4 separate regions of the Sus scrofa genome follow, and all the other regions are linked to region 4. A link is a contact called in public Hi-C and targeted proximity ligation data. All regions are on one chromosome and are shown on one strand. The core of a region is the stretch at or near the end of the contact, and the rest is flanking DNA. Distances in the headings are between cores, read along the strand shown.

Region 1 (2,700 bases), core at 60-2,559, 400 kb before region 4:
ATTCATGTAACTTGCTCAGAGGCAAGCATATGCAGCATATGGAGGTTCCCAGGCTAGGGGTCAAATCAGAGTTACAGGTGCCAGATCTTAGATTGGTTTCCACTGAGTCACGACAGGAAATACCTACCCAGGGCACTTATGACACACCTCGGTTTAGTTTACTTCTTTGCTCTGCACCCCTCTCCCCATTTCTGATCTTGAGAGAACAGAGGCTAATGCATCAGTGGACCTCTAGCCCTAGCACATTAACACGTTCACAGATGCCTGACAATTTGGGGTGATTTAAGCGAACACCTGGCACATCCTCTCCTTTCTTTCTCCGGCAAACACCCGCCTACTCCTTCTTCCAGATTCAGCTTGAATGTCATCTTATCCACGCACCTGTAGCTCCTTCTACCATCACCTATACACAGCTGGCACAGGACAGAAAGGCTGGCCTACTTCATCTCTGTGAAACCTGGGCTGGCACGTAGTAAGCGGTCCACAAAACCTCGCGGAATGAATGGAGATGTTTAGACAGAGGGTGGCGGACCTCCCGGCAGGGGTTTCCTCGGAACCACCTCCACCTCCCAGCGGCTGGGGCCACGAGACTCGGGGTATAACCTACTCCACTCCCACTCCCTCCGGAGCCAGCCATGCACCTTACCACCCTCCCACTCGGACAGCAGGATCCATTCGCACGCCTTCCCACCTCACACCACGCAACGTAGTTCTAGCGCCTGTCCGGCATCACAGCGGGGGCCGTGCCGCCTGCGATTGGCCAAACGCGGCATAGCGCCATCTCGGCCTACCGCGAGGTGCGCGTCCTCATTGGCTGGCCACAGCGATGGGCGGTGACGGTGGGCGGGGCCCCCTCCGGTCCCTAGCCAGGGCGGAGCCCAGCCGCCTCTAAGGCGCTCTGAGTCCGGTAACCATCAAGGGCACCAGGCGGTTATTCTGGTTACCGCTGGGGCGCAGCGCTGGGAGGACAGCTGCGGTCCGCGAGGGATGCTGGTGAGGAGGCCGTGGGGGGCCGCCGCCGCCTTTTGAGGGGAGCGCTCTGGAAACTGCCGTTCGGCGGCTGGAAGGTTCCGGGGCTGGTGGAGGTCTCGAGGTGGGGGCTGCGCTTCCCAGCGCCGGAGCTGCAGTCTCGAGTCCGAGGTCGTCTTTGGTGGGAGAAAGCAGACCTGCGGTTCCCCCGAGCTTGGCGGTCCCAGGGAAGAGAGGTACTCACTCCGCGCCGCCGGCAGCCCTCGCGCTTTCCGCCCAGGCTGGACCGTCGCTGTCGGAGGTGGCGCGGCCGCGTTTTTCCCAGCGCAAGATACTTGTCACCCTGTTCCTCTTCTGAAAGGGCATCTGCTGCTGGTGGGAGAGAAGAGCAATTTTACAGCACGAAAGGCCACCGTCAAAATTTAGGACCTCATCCACAGTAACCCCTAGGGCCCGCCTCCCTCCTCAAAAAAAAGAAGAAAAAAAAAAAGTAAACACACGGATTGCTTAAAAGAGGAGAGCCTGATCGGGAGCTGTTGGAGCAGCTGATTTTTAAATACAGCTTTTTAAATCCGGGACAACTTACTCCTCTTCAAGTACTTTTTACTTTTTTAATGATTTTGTAAATTAGTCTGATTTGAATTGTAATCCTGTGACTGTGTTTATTGGACTTTGGCCGGTTCCCCGCGCTTTTTTTGGACAACACATTTTGGGGAGAACATCTAAGCACCAAAACTTTAACCAGGAAAAAAAAAAAAGAGGATCTCACCGTTGACCCGGTGTCACCGAAGAAGCCTTTAAACCATGTGGACCTTTCTCGGCATTGCCACCTTCACTTATTTTTATAAGAAATGCGGGGACTTCGTCTCTCTGGCCAACAAGGAGCTCTTGCTGGGCGTGCTGGTATTCCTGTCGCTGGGGCTGGTGCTGTCCTACCGCTGTCGCTACCGGAATGGGGCCCTCCTCGGGCGCCAGCAGAGCGGCTCCCAGTTCGCCGTCTTCTCGGATATTCTGTCAGCCTTGCCTTTAATTGGCTTCTTCTGGGCCAAATCCCCCACTGGTTCAGAAAAGAAAGAGCAGCTTGGGTCTAGGAGGGTAGGTTGAATTCAGAGTGGGCGAATGGGTGAGGGTCTAATGTTAAAATCCGGATCGGGGTCGCTCAAATGTAAATATTGCAATTTAAAGGGCGAAAGGCAGTCGGTTAGATACTCTGGTGTGATTTCTTATATACAGTTGGGTTTTAAGCTCTTGACTGTTCCTTGGCGACATCTTTGATGCTCTTTGGCTTGATTGAAAACCTTTGTTTCATTTAGCAGTTGGTGGAGCCCATGCTAAATGAAATCGATTTGATTATGGATGTTGATTTGATTATGAGAGGTGAAAGGAAATATTTGAATCCCTAGGAAATCCCTAGATAAGGAAATGTTGGAATCTCTAGAGCAGAATCACTTTCTGTGATTGGAGAAGAAAAAAGTTTGTTTTATTATCCTTGGGTAAGGATTGCATTGTGAGTGACTAGTTGATGTTTGCAGTTCAGTCCAGTTCCTAAATCAAAGGCCGGTCTTTTTTTTTTTTCACCAGCGGCATATGGAGGTTCCCAGGCTAGGGGTCTAATCAGAGCTGTAGCCACCAGCCTACACCACAGCCACCGCAACGCGGGATCCTGCGACCTACACCACAGCTCACAGCAACGCCGGATCCCTAACCCACTGAGCAAGGCCAGGGATCGAA
Region 2 (2,700 bases), core at 100-2,599, 300 kb before region 4:
GAATTCTGAAAATTAAATTACCCTGGGAGGAACCACTCTTTAGCCGAGGACAAAAAAAAAAAAGTCTTTTCTAAGGCTACACTCACAGCATATGGAGATTCCCAGGCTAGGGGTCTAATCAGAGCTATAGCCGCCAGCCTACGCCACAGCAACGCGGGATCTGAGTCTGCGACCTACACCACACGGCAACGCCAGATCCTTAACCCACTGAGCAAGGCCAGGGATCGAACCCTCATCCTCTCGGATCCTAGTCGTCTCCGTTAACCACTGCGCCACGATGGGAACTCCAAGAAAATCTTTATTAGAGGACAAAAGAAGACCTATTTTTATCCTCTCATAAAATCTCAGTTCCATAAAGAAGGAAGCACTGGTTTCCATCGATCTATTAGTAGGTACAAACTACAGTGGCCCTTGATCAGGTTAAAAAGGAACAGCACATCTCTTCCAGAAAAGTTCTAAAATGATCCTAATCACTCTGGCCTGATTCATGAATCCCGATAAATAAGAAAAACCATAAGGTGTTTGTTGTGGGCAGAGGCAGTAAAGCCTCTCCCTCCTCGCCTCCAACCCCGTTTCACCTATGGTGTAGGGAAGTTCCACACACTTGGAATCAGGAGACAAGGATCCATTATCCGCTCGGTTAAACCCCCGGCCCCCGCCGCCGCGCCTGTCGCTCCCGTTAACGGGGGAGTTCGTTAATGACCACAGACAAATCAGGACCTTCGGAACTATTTCTCGAAATGAAAAGGACTTTGATATGTCATAGGTAAGGGAATTAAGGTGCAAAAGAGGAGCAATGATTTGCCCAAACTCACAGTCCATGACAGAAATAGAATTCAAAGCCAGGTCCGTCAGATTGTAAAAGCCCGCACCAACCACTCGATTTTCTTGAGTGTAAGTGGAGAAATATCGACGTCCATACACCACTGCTCCCAGGAACTTGGAAGGACACGATGCTGGCCAAGTAGCTGAACATCACTTTCTAAAGCGCCAAAGCGCGTGAAAAATTGCTTCCACCTGAGTGGAGATGCAGAGCCTGGATTGCAGCCGCAGCCGCAGCCGCAGCCCCAGTAAAACCCTCATTCCTCCAGGCCAGGCTGTCCCATCCAGACCCCACCCCACGCCGCAGAAGCACCCCTGGCCAGAGCGGCCCAGCCCCGGGGCGGCGGGGAACGTGAAAGGAGGAGGCGCGCGCACCCCGCCCCGACTCACCTGTCCCCCGGGCCGCTCCAGGGCGCACGCGCAAGGCCGGCGGTCTAGCGCGGAGTCAGCACCCCGGCCCCCACCTCTTTGCCTCCGCAGGGGTCCTCTTCAGTCCCCCGCCCTGGCTCCAGAGCCGGCTGGACCCCGGCTTCCGCCCCTGGCTCCCTGGGCAGTCACATGACAAAGGGGCGGAGAGTGGGGCGGGGCATCATGTGACCACTCGCCGTCGACGACTGATGACGCCTGAGCCCGCGCTCGCTGTTTCAGCGACAGGGTAAGGGAGTTAAGGAAGGAGTTGGGGTTCGGGGTGCGAAGTCAGGGCGCAGCCAGGCAGAGGTACATCGGGGAGCCAGGTACGGCTGGAGCGGGGGATGGCGATGGGGAGGGTGATGGGGGGTGTCGTCTCCCTCTCGGGCGCTCCGCGGGTGCCCTGAGCTGTGGTTTGTGGACCTGGGTTATGGTCCTAGATCTGTTTACGCCACAGGAATGAGGTAGGGGCCGTTTACCTCCCTCTCCAAGACGCCGTCTCTACATCCTTGGGTTCTCAGTACGTAGGGGCAAAGATCACGAATTCTTTTTTTATTTTTATTGAAGTATAGGTGATTTACAGTGTGGCGTTAGTTTCTGGTGTACAGCAAAGTGGTCAGTTATGCATATACTTTTTCAGATTTTTCGGTTATAGGTTATTGAGATACTGAATAAAGTTCCCTGTGCTATACAGTAGGACCTTGTTGTTTATTTTATATATAGTAGTGTGAGACCATGAATTCTTGATCGAAGTAAATGTAGTTTGAGCTAGCTTTCTAAGCAGGGCCTTGGGAAGATCTTTAATTAAACTCTGGGCATCAGTTTCCTTTTCTATAAACGGTGGTAGGATTAATGATAATGAGAATGGAAGAAAGCCTAGGGCACCAGTTTATAACATACTGTAGGGGACCCAGCAATGACGGTTTCTTTTATTCTGTAACTCTCCCAAATCTTTATTTGATTGCCTATTTTTGTGTGAGGAGCTGTTTTATGTTGAGTAGAATATGTCAGAATTCTAGTTTTAAGTTGCTTCCAGGGCGAAAGAGTGGCAGACATGTGAGCAAATAATTGTGGTGAGTTTTATAATACAAGTTTGTGTGTGAGAGGGAGAGAAAGAGAGAGAGAGATAGGGATAGTGGTAGCATGAGGGAGAGAACAAGCAGTTGCTTGTATGGATAAGAGAAGGCTTCAGAAAGATGTAACCTTGCGTATTGAAAAAGAAGATACAGCTCTGGTGGAACTTGTGTAGGCCCCTAAGAATTTAAAGGAGTATCAGTATTTAAATTATTTGATCTGTGCTTATTACTTTCTGTACAAAAAGATGAGAGGAGGGAACAGAGAAATATTTTTATTTTTACCTAATAATTGGCCCCATCTAGAGAGAATCTTATGAATGTTTCTATCCTATCTCCACTCCCCACCGCCCCATCCATATGTTGAATTCCGAATGCCAGGGTGATGGTATTAGGA
Region 3 (2,700 bases), core at 107-2,606, 280 kb before region 4:
ATCATTAGGGTAGATGGCTCTTAATTTAAAAGTCACCAGTGTTCTACCTCCTTGGCTTTTCATGTGTTCCCGCTTTTCAGCTGAGCCCCTTAAGATGCCAAAACCTGATTTCCCGATACCACTTAATTATTTTCCTTTGTTTCACAGGGCTTTTTGCATTTATTTATTTATTTATTTAATGTCTGTAATGGTCTTCCTTTGAACTGGGTTTCCTCAGGGCACAGACCTCAGGGTTGCATCTGATATTTTCAGAGGCTGGGGCTCATTTGATGCTCATCAGGTGTTAAATGTGTGTATTAATATGTTAGTAAATGGCTTTTAACAACATTCTTTAAATACAGATATTTGGATCCAGAATACAGAAAACTAAGTTGCTTTCCAAAATTAGAAATTGAGCACTTTCGTTAATTGGGGAACCTAATTTTTTGAAGACTTTGCACTTAATTTTTATGTAAGGACTGGTTAATCCAGTGGTTCTGAAACTTGGGACGAATGACTTAGAGAGCTGTTAAAACACAGATTTCTGGCCACCACCACTAAAGTTGCAAGAGATGTGGGATAAGTTGAAGAATTTGCACTTTTAACAAGTTCCCCAGGTAACGCCGATGCTGCTCGCCCAAGGACCACATTTTGGTTTAATCATCTCCCCTTTGATGAGAAACATAAGCCACTAGATGGCATCAGAACACTTCTTATGAGGTAGCTGTCGGGGCGTAACTGATCTGTTAATTGCAGGGTTCAGGATTGTATAAAAGGTACAGTAACTAAATTATTGGAATTCAGTAGCTTGGAGCCTGAATTATTCCATATATCTAAAAGTACCAAAAAAAAAAAATGTTTAGTTCAGACCAGAAAAACTGTGAGGCTATTGAGATCACAACGTTTTAAGATCAGCTCTTCTAGAAATGAGGAATATACCTCTCATTTCCACCAGCTTCATTTCCAGTTATCCAGGTTACTCAGTTCATTTACTTACCAGCGATATATGTGTCTCATATTTATTATTTACTATTCTAAGTTGGTGCCTCTTGATTTTGTGGTTGATAACTTTTAAAAGCCACTTTAAAAAGATGTATCAACAGTAGGTGTAATTCTCTCAGCGGGCCAGTTGTGTGGCGAATAGTTTGGGGATGTTAAAAAGTGTGAAATGTGTTTTTCTTTCCTCTTGGCTTCCTTCGTCAGAAAGTTGAGCAGTTTCCTTTTTAAGGGCTCTGGAGAGGAGAGCTTGGGCTGCTCTTGGCCTCACCTCACCTCATGTTACCACTCTCACTCCATAAATTTCCAACCATTCCAACACCTCCAGATTTTCTTTCTTCCACTGACTGTACCAACCTGAAATTTGGCTTGGTTTCTCCACATGATGGCATGTGTGGAAATAATTGCTTGCTCTGCTCTCCTGTTTGCTGAGCTCTCCCATCCATATTAAGGTGTCACTTTTTGAAATAGTAAATGAGTCATCTTTTAGATTTCTAAAACAGAATCTGTATAGTACCTGAGTACTGCCTCGGTTTTTCTAGATGCTGGAGAATAACAATTTTTTTTTTTTTTTTTAGAATAACATTTGAGTTGATTTCTACTTTTTTTTTTTTTTTTTTAAATCTTTGAATCAGAGACGTGGCTTAGGTTTCAATGATCTAATAGAATGTGAAAATGACCGCTACAGAAAGAACTGAAATGGTGTCGCTCGATCAGATTTTAAAATTAAACTAGCATTTTGTATTATACGTATGATCATTGAAAACAATTAAGACTAGTTTAATTCTAGGCAAAGAGTACAATTCATGGCAGAGGTAGAACAGACTTAGGATCATTTTTGAAACATCAAGGCTTTTTAAAAGACATTGAAGTTTGTCTTTCAGTAAGCAGAAACATGCTTTTATTTGATTGGTGATTAACAGATGAAACCAATTTGATTATTCTAGAGAAAATTATTTTATTATCCAGACTTATTTATCCCTCTTCTTTCTGTGCTTTATAACTGAAATTGTGTGTTCTATATAAGTGGAAAGTTATATTTATATGTAGCAGCACTGTCCAATAAAAATATAATGTGAGCCGCGTATGTAACTTAAAATATTCCACCGTCCTCATTACAAAAGGCAAGAAGAGTAGGAATTAATTTCAGTAATGTTTTATCTAATCTAATGTGCCTAGAATATTATTTCAGTATGTAATCAGTATTAAAATTGAGTTATTTTTACATTTACATTCTTTTTTTTGTGCCAGGTTCCAAGTTCAAAATCTTATGATGGATCTCAATCCAGACTAGCCAAATTTCAAATGCCTAATTGCCACTGCATGTGGCAAATGGCAACTGTAATAGCAAGTAGAGAGGGTATTTCACTTTTCAGTGACTCTATCAAGAAATTTTAAGGGTAGTTAAATCAATCAGTTTTGTAGCTTTTTAGAGGTTTTGGTGATATTCACATTGAACCAGTTAGTAAAACAAGATAATACTATTTACCGATTTCTGTTTTTTCCTTTCTCTTTTTTCTCTTTGTATTAGTCGCCCTCTACCACTGGCGTGATTGGTATTTTAGGTTTTTCCCCAAATTGTTTAACCAGCTTAAACTTACTTCTGCAGATCCTATTAATATTTGCTTCTGTTTGAAATGTCACATGCTGATTTGACTCCACACCTACACTACTTTCATATTTTGTAGCTGATGTGGTAATTTAGTTTCTTTTGGTCTTGAGCAA
Region 4 (2,700 bases), core at 9-2,508:
AAAATAACCCAACGGGGTGGCTGTAAGACTGCAGTGACTATGTGTAAAGTGCTAAGAACTGTGCCTGGCATTTTACAGACCTCAATTAACGTTAGCTATTATTATTTTAATGCTCAATCTTCTAATCCCCAGCGTCTAGCTCTTACTAGATGCTTCATTAGTATTTGCTGAATGAATGGAGATTTAATATGGAAAAAATTTATCCTTGGGGCTCGACCTGGTTTTAGAAAATGAAATTTTTAGTACAAGGGCAGAAGGGATTCTGATAATAGCTATGTACGCTGGGTGTCCAGGGACTCCAAATCGACCTGGTTCTTGAAAGAAAGAAAAACGATAGATTCTAGGTTGCTTTTTCATGGAGCTTTGTGCAGCGTCTGACACACATTTCGCGCTCACCGCAATCACGTTGCACGAGTGCACGCACACGCCCTGGCAGGGCTGCCCGGGTGTAGGAAGTATCACTGTCGGTGGCAGAATGACTCCCACTCCGCTACCCGGCCACCACGGAACTGGGCTGGGCTGGCCCCGGGGCCCCAGACCCTGCAGGGCGTGTGGAGGCCGGGGAGGGGGCTAGAATCCAGCGGCGGCCACGTGGGCCCCTTCCGCCCTCTCCCCACATCCTTTGTTTCCCACCGGCCCCGGCTCAGGAAGCTCTTTCTGCGAGTCACCGCGAAGGGGCGGCCGGGGAGCCTGGAGAAGCTATTTCCGTGCAATCCCGGCGGGCGGCAGGCGCGGGAGGGGCGTGGAGGTGGAGGCAGCGCAGAAGGCCCAGTGTTTGCTTTTATTTCATCCAACAGAAGGTTCTATTTGTGGAAGCGAACAGACGCTGGGGATTAGAGCTGGGAGGGGGCAGGAAAAGGAAAAAAAAAAAAACAAAAAACCACATCCACAACCACGCATAGGTCTTCCCCGGAACTACCGCGTGGGGGTGAATGAGTGATTCTGGAATTCATCACCTTCTCTCTCTTCCTTTCCGCCGACTACCGCCGGGCCTCGCGACGCCCACGGCTCCAACCGGAGGTCCCAGGGCGCGGGGCGGTCGGTTGCGGGGGGAGATCCCCAGGGCAAAAGGCGTCACCGCGCGGCTGCAGCGAGCAGCGGGTGCAGCGAGCCTTGGTGCGCGCGCCCGCAGTCCATTGTGCTCGGTGTGAATGGGGAGCGCGCACCAATCAGCGGTCGCTTCGCCCCCCACGGCCCCACCCCTCCCGCCCACTTCCCGGGGACCCTGACGTCACGGGAACTTTTCCTCCACCCCCTCCTCCAGCTTCTAGCTTTGAGCCCGCTGCCTGCCGGAGGGCGCGCGCCGCCTCCTGCTTAGCCCAGCCCGGGGGGCGTGTGCGCGCGCCCCAGCCAGCTCGGGACACACCACCTGCGCCAGAGCGCGCGCTGCCCGGAGCATCCCAGCCCTCGGGCCACCCCCATCGCCCCCGCCGACCCAGCTCCTCCTCCCTCCTCCCAGCCTCCCCCCCCCCTCTCCGGTGACTGCTCGCCCAGCGGCAGGGCCCGAGTCGTCGCAGCCACCTCATTGCACAACCCGGCTTCCCAACTGTTTACACAGCCCGGCCTGTGAGTGTATGTGTGTATACAGCGTGAGTCACCGGGAGGCGGAGGAGGTGGAGGAAAAGGAGAAGGAGGAGTGCACTGGCCAGGATCGGTGCTGCGCACACACTCACTCACTCACACTCAGTCACTCTCTCTGAGCGCGTCTCGCTCGGGCACACTCACGCCGGGAGCCCGGAGCGCGCAGGATCCCGAGCGCCGCGGAAAAGTTGCTCCGGCTTTGGCCCCGAGACTTATTGCTTTGGGAAGTGCATTTGCTCCGTGGCTCCGCCGAGCCTGCGGAATCCTGTACTCGCTGTTTCGGACCTCGGTAAGGCCAGCCACCGCCACCTCTGCCTCCCTGACTGTCGGCAGCCTCGACAACAATAGCGGCGGCCGCCCCCTGCCAGGTGCCCGGAGCCGATACCGCGGGGGTCTGAGGACCCGAGCCGGCCTCCCACCCCGGGACGCGCAGCCACGGTGGTTCTCGCGTGTACCGCCAGCGCCGGGGAGAGGCTCCGGCTTTGCCCCCCGTGGGGGCCGAACCAAGCTCCGTCTGCAAACTCCATCCTGCGGGCTGGAATACGTCGCGGCGCCGGCGCCGACCCCGTCGCGCCTTCCCGCGCCGATCCGAGGACGTACAAAGCCGGGGCCGTCCCGGCGCCGGACGGGATGCGGGTCGGTCCCGTGCGCTCTGCTATGAGCGGCGTCTCGCAGCCCCGAGCCCCGGCCTTGCTGCTCCCGGCCGGCCGGGGCGCTCCTGCCAAACGCCTGCTGGACGCGGACGACGCGGCGGCGGTGGCGGCCAAGTGCCCACGTCTCTCCGAGTGCTCAAACCCTCCGGACTACCTCAGCCCCCCTGGCTCTCCCTGCAGCCCGCAGCCTCCGCCCGCCGCGCCCGGGGCTGGCGGCGGCTCCGGGAGCGCGCCGGGGCCCAGCCGCATCGCCGACTACCTGCTGCTGCCCCTGGCCGAGCGCGAACATGTGTCCCGGGCGCTGTGCATCCACACGGGCCGCGAGCTGCGCTGCAAGGTAGGCACCCGGAGGCCGAGGCCGAGCGGAGGTCGCGGGGTGGGGAGACACGGTGGCAGCAGAGTTATTTGGGGTTTCCTCAGACGACGCCCGGGGGCCGAAGGTGCCACCAGCGCTTGGGCTTAGGGC

The links. Hi-C and Micro-C count contacts between places; a contact is called where the count stands out from the background.
Region 1: a contact with region 4 is called in a Hi-C map of liver, with 5 times the contacts expected there. A contact is called at or near these places in 1 of 5 promoter capture datasets (fetal liver) and 2 of 47 Hi-C or Micro-C datasets (liver and retroperitoneal adipose tissue).
Region 2: a contact with region 4 is called in a targeted proximity ligation map of alveolar macrophages. A contact is called at or near these places in 3 of 5 promoter capture datasets (fetal liver, fetal skeletal muscle and liver), 1 of 47 Hi-C or Micro-C datasets (liver) and 2 of 2 datasets of targeted methods (alveolar macrophages and skeletal muscle).
Region 3: a contact with region 4 is called in a targeted proximity ligation map of skeletal muscle, with 8 times the contacts expected there. A contact is called at or near these places in 3 of 5 promoter capture datasets (fetal liver, fetal skeletal muscle and liver), 25 of 47 Hi-C or Micro-C datasets (adipose tissue, alveolar macrophages, blood and 15 more) and 2 of 2 datasets of targeted methods (alveolar macrophages and skeletal muscle).

Annotation. Positions count from the first base shown.
Region 1 is chr4:14,698,322-14,701,021 of Sscrofa11.1, reverse strand. SQLE (squalene epoxidase) reads left to right here and starts at 1,309. Exons shown (of 11, transcript NM_001101026.1): 1 at 1,309-2,064. The coding sequence starts at 1,774.
Region 2 is chr4:14,596,841-14,599,540 of Sscrofa11.1, reverse strand. NSMCE2 (E3 SUMO-protein ligase NSE2) reads left to right here and starts at 1,349. Exons shown (of 7, transcript XM_021088938.1): 1 at 1,349-1,477. WASHC5 (WASH complex subunit 5) reads right to left here and starts at 1,408. Exons shown (of 29, transcript XM_021088931.1): 1 at 1,213-1,408.
Region 3 is chr4:14,574,742-14,577,441 of Sscrofa11.1, reverse strand. All of the region lies in intron 2 of NSMCE2 (E3 SUMO-protein ligase NSE2), which reads left to right. Among named protein-coding and RNA genes, the nearest start is that of WASHC5, 22 kb to the left of the region's middle.
Region 4 is chr4:14,296,677-14,299,376 of Sscrofa11.1, reverse strand. TRIB1 (tribbles homolog 1) reads left to right here and starts at 1,258. Exons shown (of 3, transcript XM_021088927.1): 1 at 1,258-2,571. The coding sequence starts at 2,212.